Regions from separate parts of the Oryctolagus cuniculus genome. Here regions 1 and 3 are each linked to region 2. Evidence: chromatin contacts called from public Hi-C data. All regions are on one chromosome and are shown on one strand. Each heading gives the region's core, a stretch centred on a gene start, on an enhancer-like site or on the middle of the called end of the contact. The rest is flanking DNA. Distances are from core to core; before and after follow the strand shown.

Evidence for each region. A called contact is a pair of places that touch in the nucleus more often than the background predicts.
Region 1: a contact with region 2 is called in a Hi-C map of embryonic fibroblasts, with 2.3 times the contacts expected there. The contact joins the enhancer-like site here to the promoter of FBXO48 in region 2. A contact is called at or near these places in 4 of 6 Hi-C or Micro-C datasets (ear pinna, embryonic fibroblasts, psoas muscle and 1 more).
Region 3: a contact with region 2 is called in a Hi-C map of an unstated tissue, with 3 times the contacts expected there. The contact joins the promoter of LOC100341246 here to the promoter of FBXO48 in region 2. A contact is called at or near these places in 3 of 6 Hi-C or Micro-C datasets (ear pinna, psoas muscle and an unstated tissue).

The regions. Positions count from the first base shown.
Region 1 is chr2:134,478,079-134,481,127 of mOryCun1.1, reverse strand. DNAAF10 (dynein axonemal assembly factor 10) reads right to left here. Exons shown (of 8, transcript XM_002709829.5): 7 at 2,829-2,926. Among named protein-coding and RNA genes, the nearest start is that of PNO1, 21 kb to the right of the region's middle. Within about 2 kb of position 1,712, at least 2 of the 8 cell types and tissues checked have an H3K27ac peak or open chromatin away from gene starts, as enhancers often do. A contact at or near this core is called in ear pinna, where this site is marked.
Region 2 is chr2:134,173,691-134,176,964 of mOryCun1.1, reverse strand. It overlaps FBXO48 (F-box protein 48), which reads right to left and starts at 1,453. Exons shown (of 4, transcript XM_002709826.5): 1 at 1,335-1,453; 2 at 324-663. APLF (aprataxin and PNKP like factor) reads left to right here and starts at 1,624. Exons shown (of 11, transcript XM_002709665.5): 1 at 1,624-1,946. The coding sequence starts at 1,851.
Region 3 is chr2:133,721,098-133,724,017 of mOryCun1.1, reverse strand. It overlaps LOC100341246 (gastrokine-3), which reads left to right and starts at 1,258. Exons shown (of 6, transcript XM_002709661.4): 1 at 1,258-1,326. The coding sequence starts at 1,315.

The DNA.
Region 1 (3,049 bases), core at 463-2,962, 300 kb before region 2:
AGCCCCAAAACATCTCACAAAGAAGGGTTAGTTTTACTAAAATCCTCTAGATATTGCTTTTATTCAACATACACCTGTATTTCCTGCATTTTCTCTTTTTAATATGAAAATATTAAAGAATGTGAGGTTGATCTAGCATTCTTTAACAAATGTACCTGGTGCTGTTAATAACCTTTCATTGTAATTCTTCTCTAAATTTGGATTGCTATTCAGCACAGGCAAACAATATATGCAAAACGAAAGCTGTGGTAACATCCACGGAACCTCATCTATCAGAATGGAAACTGACAGTGGAGCTCCACCTTACAGATCCAAACCTGAGGACCTTCTGTGTACCATTTATGTGGGAAGCTGCTGCTCGGTGTAGATTTTAGACTTTTTAAACATCATTGCTTCAAAGAAGGAACAAACGATTCTGAGAACATTGGCTTATTTTTTTCAGCTGAAGATATAAATGTATAAAGTAAGAAGAGCTGAAATGTAACAACTCATTGACATGACCTGGTCTGACCAATCTGAGAGGGGAGACAGAAAAAACAGCCCTCTTTTTAAGAGGTGTGGGATACAGAAGGAGCTGGTGGGATATGGAGGGACCCCTCCTCAGAAGGCCTTTCCAAGCTCCTACGCATCCATTATGACACCTCCTTCACACCAAAATGCTCGTAAAGGACAAGAGTTTAAGAGGCACAAAGCAAGCAAGGAGAGCAAAAATGGTAAGAGAAGCAATAGGCAGATAACTTAGTATTAGATAATCTTGCCCTCTTAGAGCCTGCAAATTATTTTGATTGAAAGAATAAATAGTCTACCTACAGATGTTTTTCGGATACCTCCTGGTAAAGCCTGTAGCTATTTAGTCTTTAAAAGATAACATAAAGACTTTTTAAAAATCTCTGTTTTCTATTAGCTTAAAGGTATGTGTGTGTGTGTGTGCATCTGTGTTTCAAATACTCAAAAGAATCAGCATATTGGGGATCATTCAAAGAAACAAATGCTGAATAACTAGATGAGCTCTTCTAGGAATTCTTAAAGCCCTCAATAGAGGGGGCAGTGCTGTGGCGTAGCGGTAAAGCTGACCCCAGCAACGTGGACATCCCATATAGGTGCTAGTTCGAGTCTCGGCTGTTCTACTTCCAATCCAGGTCCCAGCTAATGGACTGGGAAAGCAGCAGAGGGTGGTCCAAGTGCTTGGGCCCCTGCACCTACATGGGAGACCCGGAAGAAGTTTCTGATTCCTGGCTTGGGTCGGTCTGGGCCAGCTCTGGCCATTGTGGCCATTTGGAGAGTGAACCAGAGGATCTCTCTCTCTCTCTCCCTCTCTCTGACTCTGTAACTCTGACTTTCAAAAAATAAAATAAATTTTTTTAAAAAAAGTGCTTAATAAATATTTATAATTTAATTGTATAAGCACCAAGGCAGACCAGTATATGGAAACAAAGCTAAGTATTTTTTTCTTAAACCAATTCTCTTTACTGGCCCAACCCTTGTCAGCAAAGCTCCAAACCAATGTGAAGATTAGACTAGCCATTCATCACAGGAAGGACTAAAGTTCACGTTGAGATAAATGTCTCATTTCTAATTTCACACAGAGCCAGCTTTACTGAGATCACAAAATTCATTATTCTGCTTGAAAATGTGTTCCTGTGTGGGTTACAAAGCAAACTGGAACCTGTTCTTCAAGTACTCAGCCTGGAGACTGTAAAGCAGTGGCATGCCGCTGCACGCTGCACGGGTCACCTAGAGGCACTGGCGGAGCCTGGCAGGGGCGGGGGAAGCATGGACTCATTAGGGAAGCTCGGGGGCAAAGCGCCTGGAAAAGGGGAATTCACACACGGCCTGCGTGCCTGGCCCAGTCTCCGAACACTTCTCCTTCCTTTCTTGCCCACGGAAACCTCCTCATTCTGATCTAAAGCAGGCACTCCCAGTGTTTTGAGTCGGTTGGATCCCTACATACTTTAACAAGGTCTTTCCGAGAGTGTTTCAGAACCTCTCCTAGCTTCAAAAGGAGCTAACAGATAGAGAAGGATTCTGTAAATGTAAAAACCCCAGATATAGTAAGGCTGGTAGCTTTCTTCTTACATCATTAGCCAAACGTTATTTTTGAAAACTCCTTCGTTTATCGGCTTCTGTGTTTGTTTTTCCTGAGTGATTTTAGAGAAAGATTTCAGTTTTTTTCCCCCTTCCAACTATATATTGTTTCATTAATAAAAGTATTCAGAAATACCATTCACGTTCCAATTTTTATTAAGTCTTTAAAACTAGCAGCTGACCTAGTACCTACCACGTGAGGGCCCTCAGTATTCAGGGCACAGGGTATGGGAACAGCCCTGAAGCAGAAAGCAAACCCTGTGAGAGGTTGGTCCTGGAGATGCTTTGCTTCTATGACAATGATGTTACCTGCATTTAGCCAGGGGAATGATCAGGATTGTAAGCTAAGTGTTCCCATCCCTTGCCTATCTTCTTAGGGTAACGCTCTAATAACTAGAAGACAATATTTGACAAAAGTCTTTGTTCAGATTTGTCACATTCTCAAAAATTATGATTTCAAAATCTATGAAAAGAACTGCTTCTTGTTCTGCAATAAAGACACAAAGTAATGACAAATATATTTGGTGTGTCAAAAGAAGGTGAATATTTACTAAGTGTGAAATAAAGACTGAGTAAAGGGAAAAAAAAGCTTACAAAACAATAGTTATGTAACATCATGGAATTTAAAATCATACCAAAACGAAGCAAGGCACAGGAGGAAACAAGACAAAAAGGTTCAATCGAATCCCACTTCACACCCACAAGGAACCGCAAAGGGAGCAAGGCCCCAGGCAGACACTCACTATTTCCAGAGGTGAAGGCTGCCCGCGCCCCCGGCCGTCAGGAAGAGCTCCCTGTTCTGCGGCAGGTGTCGGACCTGCCACACCGTAGACTTGTGGGCCTAAACAGGATGAGAGGGACACATTGGTTTATATGCTGAATGGTGCCTTCAAAGAGAGGCCCTGGGAATAAAGCATTTTTACTACTACACCTTTGGCTGCTATAGAAATAAGTAAGCCTTTTT
Region 2 (3,274 bases), core at 204-2,703:
CAGCTAGACTTTATTTATATAAGAATTACCTATTCATACCTAATGTTTGGGTATTCACATTTGATACAAATACTATCTGAAATGGACAAGAGGATGAGATCTGGGTTATAATAATGCCAAATTTCAATTATTCAATGTTATTATAAGACTGGTATTTTGGAAATGGCTCCTTGAAGGTATGCTACAGGCGTTAGTTAATTATGAGCTACGGATGGGTCACTGAAGCTATCAAGCAACAGCAAGGAACATCTATAAACAATGTCTATAGCTCAGTAGCAGTAGCATCGATAAAGAATGTAAAAGTCCCATTTCAGCTAATTTACCCAAGGCTCCGGGTGCAGGCTCCTGAAATCAGTTGAAAGCAGACTAGGTGCATCACCCCTCCAGGGACACTCCTCGGCAGTCAGCTCCTCTACTCACAACCAGTTTATTCCATTTGGCATTTCCTTCCACGCTGGGAGGTGGTGACACGGAGGAGGAGTTTGAAATTCGGCTAAATGCTTCTTTTAACTCAATGAGTAACAACGCAGATGCGCTACTCAGGCATATGTTTCAGGATGTGTCTCTCATTCACATCGCGGCTCTCATTCAGCAGGCTGTTTACGATCCATATTAGCCGCGGTGGTTGGAAGGGAGGAGTCTTCGTTCAACAGAGGACTTCCTCTCCAGGGACAGGGGGAAGTAAGAAAGCAGGTAAAAACAAGAGCAGGAGTCAAGAGCAAGTTCTTGCCACACACCTTCCTCCCTCCCATCATCAACAGAAACCAAAGCCAAAGCGCCACGTTCTCGGGTAGAATCTCGCATTAGGAGAGCGTTTCGGTGCGTTTCGGGGTTTGCCACTTCGCCCAGGAGCTCACTGGGGAATTCTCAATCCACAACAGGGGCTGCCGTGGCGAGGTCCCCGGAATCCACTAGGATGCCCGGAAAACTACCTTTTCCCTTTATGAATCAACCTTTGCTGAATTACCTCTCCAGTTAAGAGAGAGCTCGTCCCCCTCACCATGTCACTCGGAGGGGTGGGTCGGAGGCAGCGCATTCGGAGGGGTGGGTGCCGCTCGGCTCAGGCTGGCTCTCAGCGGACCCCACTCCACCTGGACCCTGCAGGTCGGGGCGGGGGGAATGACCCCACGTCCCATCTGAGCCACCCTCCTTGTGTGCCCGACAAGGCTGCAGCAGCTGCCCGAGTCCTAAGAACACCAGGCACTGACAAGATACACCGTCAGTGCTGTCACCACGACTCCACGCCGCTAAAAGACGGCTGGGCTTGCGTCCGGACCGCGCCCCTGAGCGTGCCGGCACCTTCGCTACCCGGAAGGGAAGACCCTCCTACTTACTGGGCCGCGGTGACTTTTCCTCCCGCGGTTTAAATCCTCCGAAATTCGAATCCCTCCCCATCGTCCACCACATCCCGCCCACTCTAGCGCCGCCCTGTGACCTCGATTCGCACAGGCGTAGAGGGGATCGCGCACTGCTTTCTGGGATTGTAGTTTTTCTAGGGCGTCTCAGCTCAGGAAAGGCAGAAAGGAAGGGACTACAATGCCCAGCATCCTCCGGGCCCGCGGGGTGGTGAGAAGGGATGGGGGGGGTATAAGCCGGGGCTTTTAAACAATAACGCGGAAGACGTGGTGGGGGAATTCCCTAGTGCGTCACTGGCCCAGGTGGAGGGACGGGACTCCGGAAGCAGCCCCGGGGCCTCTGCCCTGAGAGCACAGAGCATTTCTGAGCCGGGTCTTCACTCCTGTCACCCCCGTGTCTTTCCGGGGGCCTGGGCATGCCTCGCGCGTGTCTGTGGGAGGCGGAAACGGCTGCGGGGGCCGTCTACTGGCGAAGGGGCCTAGTCCTCATCCGCCATGTCCGGGGGCTTCGAGCTGCAGCCGCGGGACGGCGGCCCCCGGGTGGCCCTGGCGCCCGGGGAGACGGTGATCGGCCGCGGGCCACTGCTGGGAGTAAGTGTGGGAGGGGGCTCGGCTGGCCCGGAGAGCCCTGCGAAGACCCTCCTGGCTAGGCCCTGCCTCCGGCCCTGGCCACATTCCCCACCACGTCGATCCTGCCTGTCTGCACTTTAGACGTTTGGGGGCAGCAGTTTTTCAGTCCAGTGTAATCACCCACAAACAGTTATTAATGTTGTCTTTGAAAAGCACCTGCTGTATTGTCATCTTATCCAGAGGTTGGCAAACTGTGGGGAGGGGGATGGAGGGTGGGGGCGCAAACCAAGCCTGTGGCTGTGTGGGCCAGTAGACTCAGAATGGTTCTTAAAGTTTGAAACGTAAAATGTAAACAAACAAAAAGCCTATTTGCTTTTCGGGAAGAATGGCTGCACCAAAGGTGGAGAATATTGTGTCTTGGCCTGCGAAACCCGAAGTATTTACTGTAGTATCTGGCGCTTTACAGAAGAAATTGACGAACCCGTGAACTTGCCTCTTCCAGGCTGAATTAGGCTCTGGCCTCTTTCGCAGAACTGCAGGGGCCTTTTATTACAATAGTGTTTTCCGGTAATATCCATGGCTAACTCTAAAATAGTGTGTATAGTGTTTCACGGTTAAATAGACTACGTAGGCCAACTTCTTTAATTCTTTCAAAACTTTCTTTCAAGACTCTTTGCACTCTTTTATCTTTATTGTTCAGATGGGAAAAGTGATCCACAGATCATGTAAAGGTCATATAGAAACTTTAGGACTCATAGTAGCACCAAGTTATATATGCTTTGTACTGTCTTTGGGAGGTAAAGGAGTCAGAACATTTGTATTGCCTACTGGAAGGCTGTAGTTCTCACACTGTTAATCTGTTTGACACCCAGTCTTTTCTGTTGGCACCCACTTTATGGAAAACCTTTAGCAGATGGTGAATGAGATGTGGACCCCTTCTCTGGGCATCTTCTCTTGAACTGGTCATTCTGTGTCCGCCAATACCAGGGAGCAAGAAGTGTGGGCTGTTAACCCTGGTTAACTGCCAGTGCCTGGGGGGCCCACGGGTTTCTGGGAGGGCCCTTCTGGGAGCAGGAAAAGGAGTGGTAGTTTAAGGTTGTCTTGTGGAAGTTGGACCTTTAGTGGTGAGTGTGTCTGAAGGTTGAAGTTCACATGGTGTTTAGTTTTAGCTATTTAAATGTGTAACATCCTATTATTTTCCATAGTTTATTAACCATAATAACATATGAAAGAACTGCCTGGGAGATTTTTTCTTTTCTTTTAAATCCCCTGGTTAGAAAGCTTCATGGAGTATATGCTTCACCTGACAGTCATATGTCTAGGAACTAACGAGTTTTAACTTGAAGTCC
Region 3 (2,920 bases), core at 9-2,508, 450 kb after region 2:
TATGATGTTAGCTGAGCCCTGAGTAACTTGACAAACCCTAAAGTCCACCCTTTTGCTCTTCCCACAGCCAGTTTTCCTTGTGCACTCTAAGGAAGGAGCTGCCCGTCTTCCCTCTGGGGATCACTCCAGCTCCCAGGCTTACAGCCCATCTTCTCCTGAAAGAAATATGAATTTTGTCCTGGCCTTCTGGAGTTTGATCTGAATAGCTGGGCCATCAGTTCTCAGAGCTTTAGAAAAACAACATCATGTATGAAAAAGCCTGAAGGGCTGGCACTGTGGCGTAGCTGGTAAAGACACCACTGGTTCTAGTCCCCAGTGCTCCACTTCCAATCCAGCTCCCTGCTAAAGTGCCTGGGAAAGCAATGGAAGACAGCCCAAGTGCTTGGGCCCCTGCACCCACGTGGGAGACACGGAAGAAGCTCCTGGCTGCTGCCTTCATAATAGCTCAGCTCCAGCTGTTGAGGCCATCTGGGGAATGAATCAGTGAATGGAGGACCTCTCTCTCTGTGCCCCCAACCCCCATAACTCTGCCTTTCAAATAAATAAATAAATCTTAAAAGAAAAAAAAAAGCCTGAATGGTGTCTGATTTACCCTGTACAGGCAATAGTTTTCTAGGTCCCAGGAGTCCCACAGATGATCAAAGGGCCTTGTATGGAAAAGAAAGTATCCTGAAATGGAAGCTGGAAGCCAGAGACACAAAACATACAGTGGAAGCAAAACACCAAGAGTGGGTGTTTGAAGGGTGAAGTAAGGTCAGCTTGGCTGGTGGGCAGAGGCAGTGCAGGGCCAATCATGATTTTTGATTTGGATAAGGAGCTGAATCAGATTGCTTTTTAATCAACCTAATCTTATAGTTCAATCTGTTTTTGCTTCATAAACTTTTCTTCTACCACCCCTACTTTTAGGAAAGAACTTTTTGAGAACTGAGAAGTAGAAACAGTGAGCTCATTGAATTTATATCAAGTCCATATTGTGGGATCTACTGTTTACAATCCTTACCTGAACTGTTAAGGTCGAGGTCGTGCCAGCCCACAAAGACTTTTTCATGTGCCATGTTTGCATTGGAACCAGTAGAGGTATCAGGGTAAAGGAAAAATGTTCTCACATAGTTAAAGAAAAGTGATAATTGTGATTACATAAATGTGCCTTTTTCCCCCCCTGAATGGTATCCGGATCAGGTTAACTACCCCAGAGACCGTTTTCATGGCAATAACTGAAAGGTTTAGGACTATATAAACCAGCTTTAGAAAATAAACGAGGCATTAGAAGTTCTACTATGTATGCACCTGCATGGGGTCTGAGAGGGAGACAACATGAAATGCCCTGTAAGTATATTTTCTAATTTAGCATGTAGGTGGTTATGTTCAAAATAACCAGGAGCAGTTCTATTTTTCCCCAGAGACTCTTCAAATCAAACCCAAATAGAATTTCCCAATATTAATTTGGCATAGAATTCCTCTGTCGAAAAAGTTCTGTTTTGCAACATCTAATGAAGGGTCCTCTCCAATGGAACAGATAATTGCTTAATGACTGAGAATCTTTGGGGTTTGGATAGATACTCATATTTTATGGTGATCTCCTCCCAGATTGGTGTTTTTTTTAAAAAAGATTGTATTTATTTATTTGAGAGGTAGAGTTACAGACAGTGTGAGAGAGAGACAAAGAGCAAGTCTTCCTTCCGATGGTTCACTCCCCAGATGGCTGCAACAGCCAGAGTTGCGCCGATCCAAAGCCAGGAGCCAAGTGCTTCTTCCAGGTCTTCCACATGGGTGCAGGGGCCCAAGGACTTGGGCCATCTTCTACTGCTTTCCCAGGCCATAGCAGAGAGCTGGATTGGAAGAGGGGCAGCCGAGACTAGAACCGGTCCACATATGGGATGCCGGCACCGCAGGTGGAGGATTAACCTACTGTGCCATGGAGCCAGCCCCTCCAGATTGGTCTTATTTATAACTATCAGTGAATTAGAGTTTCAGACGTATTTGATATATAGTATAATTTCCTCTAATAGTTCCATAGAACCGTATTGCTATCTGTTCTCATGTATTACCTTGATTAACTTTTCTGCACCATGGTTGTTGTTCACACAGTAGCTGGTTTTTTTTTTCTTTGAAGACAGTTCTCTCCTTGTAATGTTGTCATTACATGTGGTATATTGCATGGGATGATGTAGGGATGGGATAAATGAGAAGTTCTGTCAGTTCTAGCCCATGTTGTGAGTGTACATGAGCTGGGTGAACCCTAAGTAGACCAGATAATGAACTATGGGGTATGGGGAAAGGCTCATCACTACACTTACCTTGATCTGTTCTTGCCCCCCACCAACTCTTTTTGACTTTCCTTCTGATGCCTAAAATTCTCTCAACAGGCAAGGCAGGTCACATAGACATGAAGTGATTAACTACAGAGACTGCAAGATCTAGTCCCATTTAAATACAATCTATTTCAAAATAAAGTACAGATAAATGATGCATGGTCTTTTACTCTTGGGCAAGGTGGAAGAACCTAAAGGAGAAGAAATCAGGAGGAAATCTATTTCCTGAAGGATTAGGAGGTGGCCACAGTGATTGGATGGAGAGGAGAAGGTGCAGAAAAAAGAGACTGAGACTGAATTACCATTTAATCACTTATTTTATCATTTGGCTTAAACCAGTCTTTTCCTATGTGCAGATCAAGTGGTTTATTTGGTTGCCTACCATTTAGCTCAGTGACTGACAGTAGACATGATACGAAACAGAAAATGTCCTTGAGTGAATGATAAAGATTTTCCCATGGAAAACCCAGAATACCCCATATGAACCACACTGACTGAGTCTCCTGATACACATTGGGGTCCCAGGGGCTTAGGAGATATTGAAAGCTATTGATCGTTTTATGAAGACTGTAGCCTCACTGGGACTTTTGGCCCTGGACTTCTCGTTA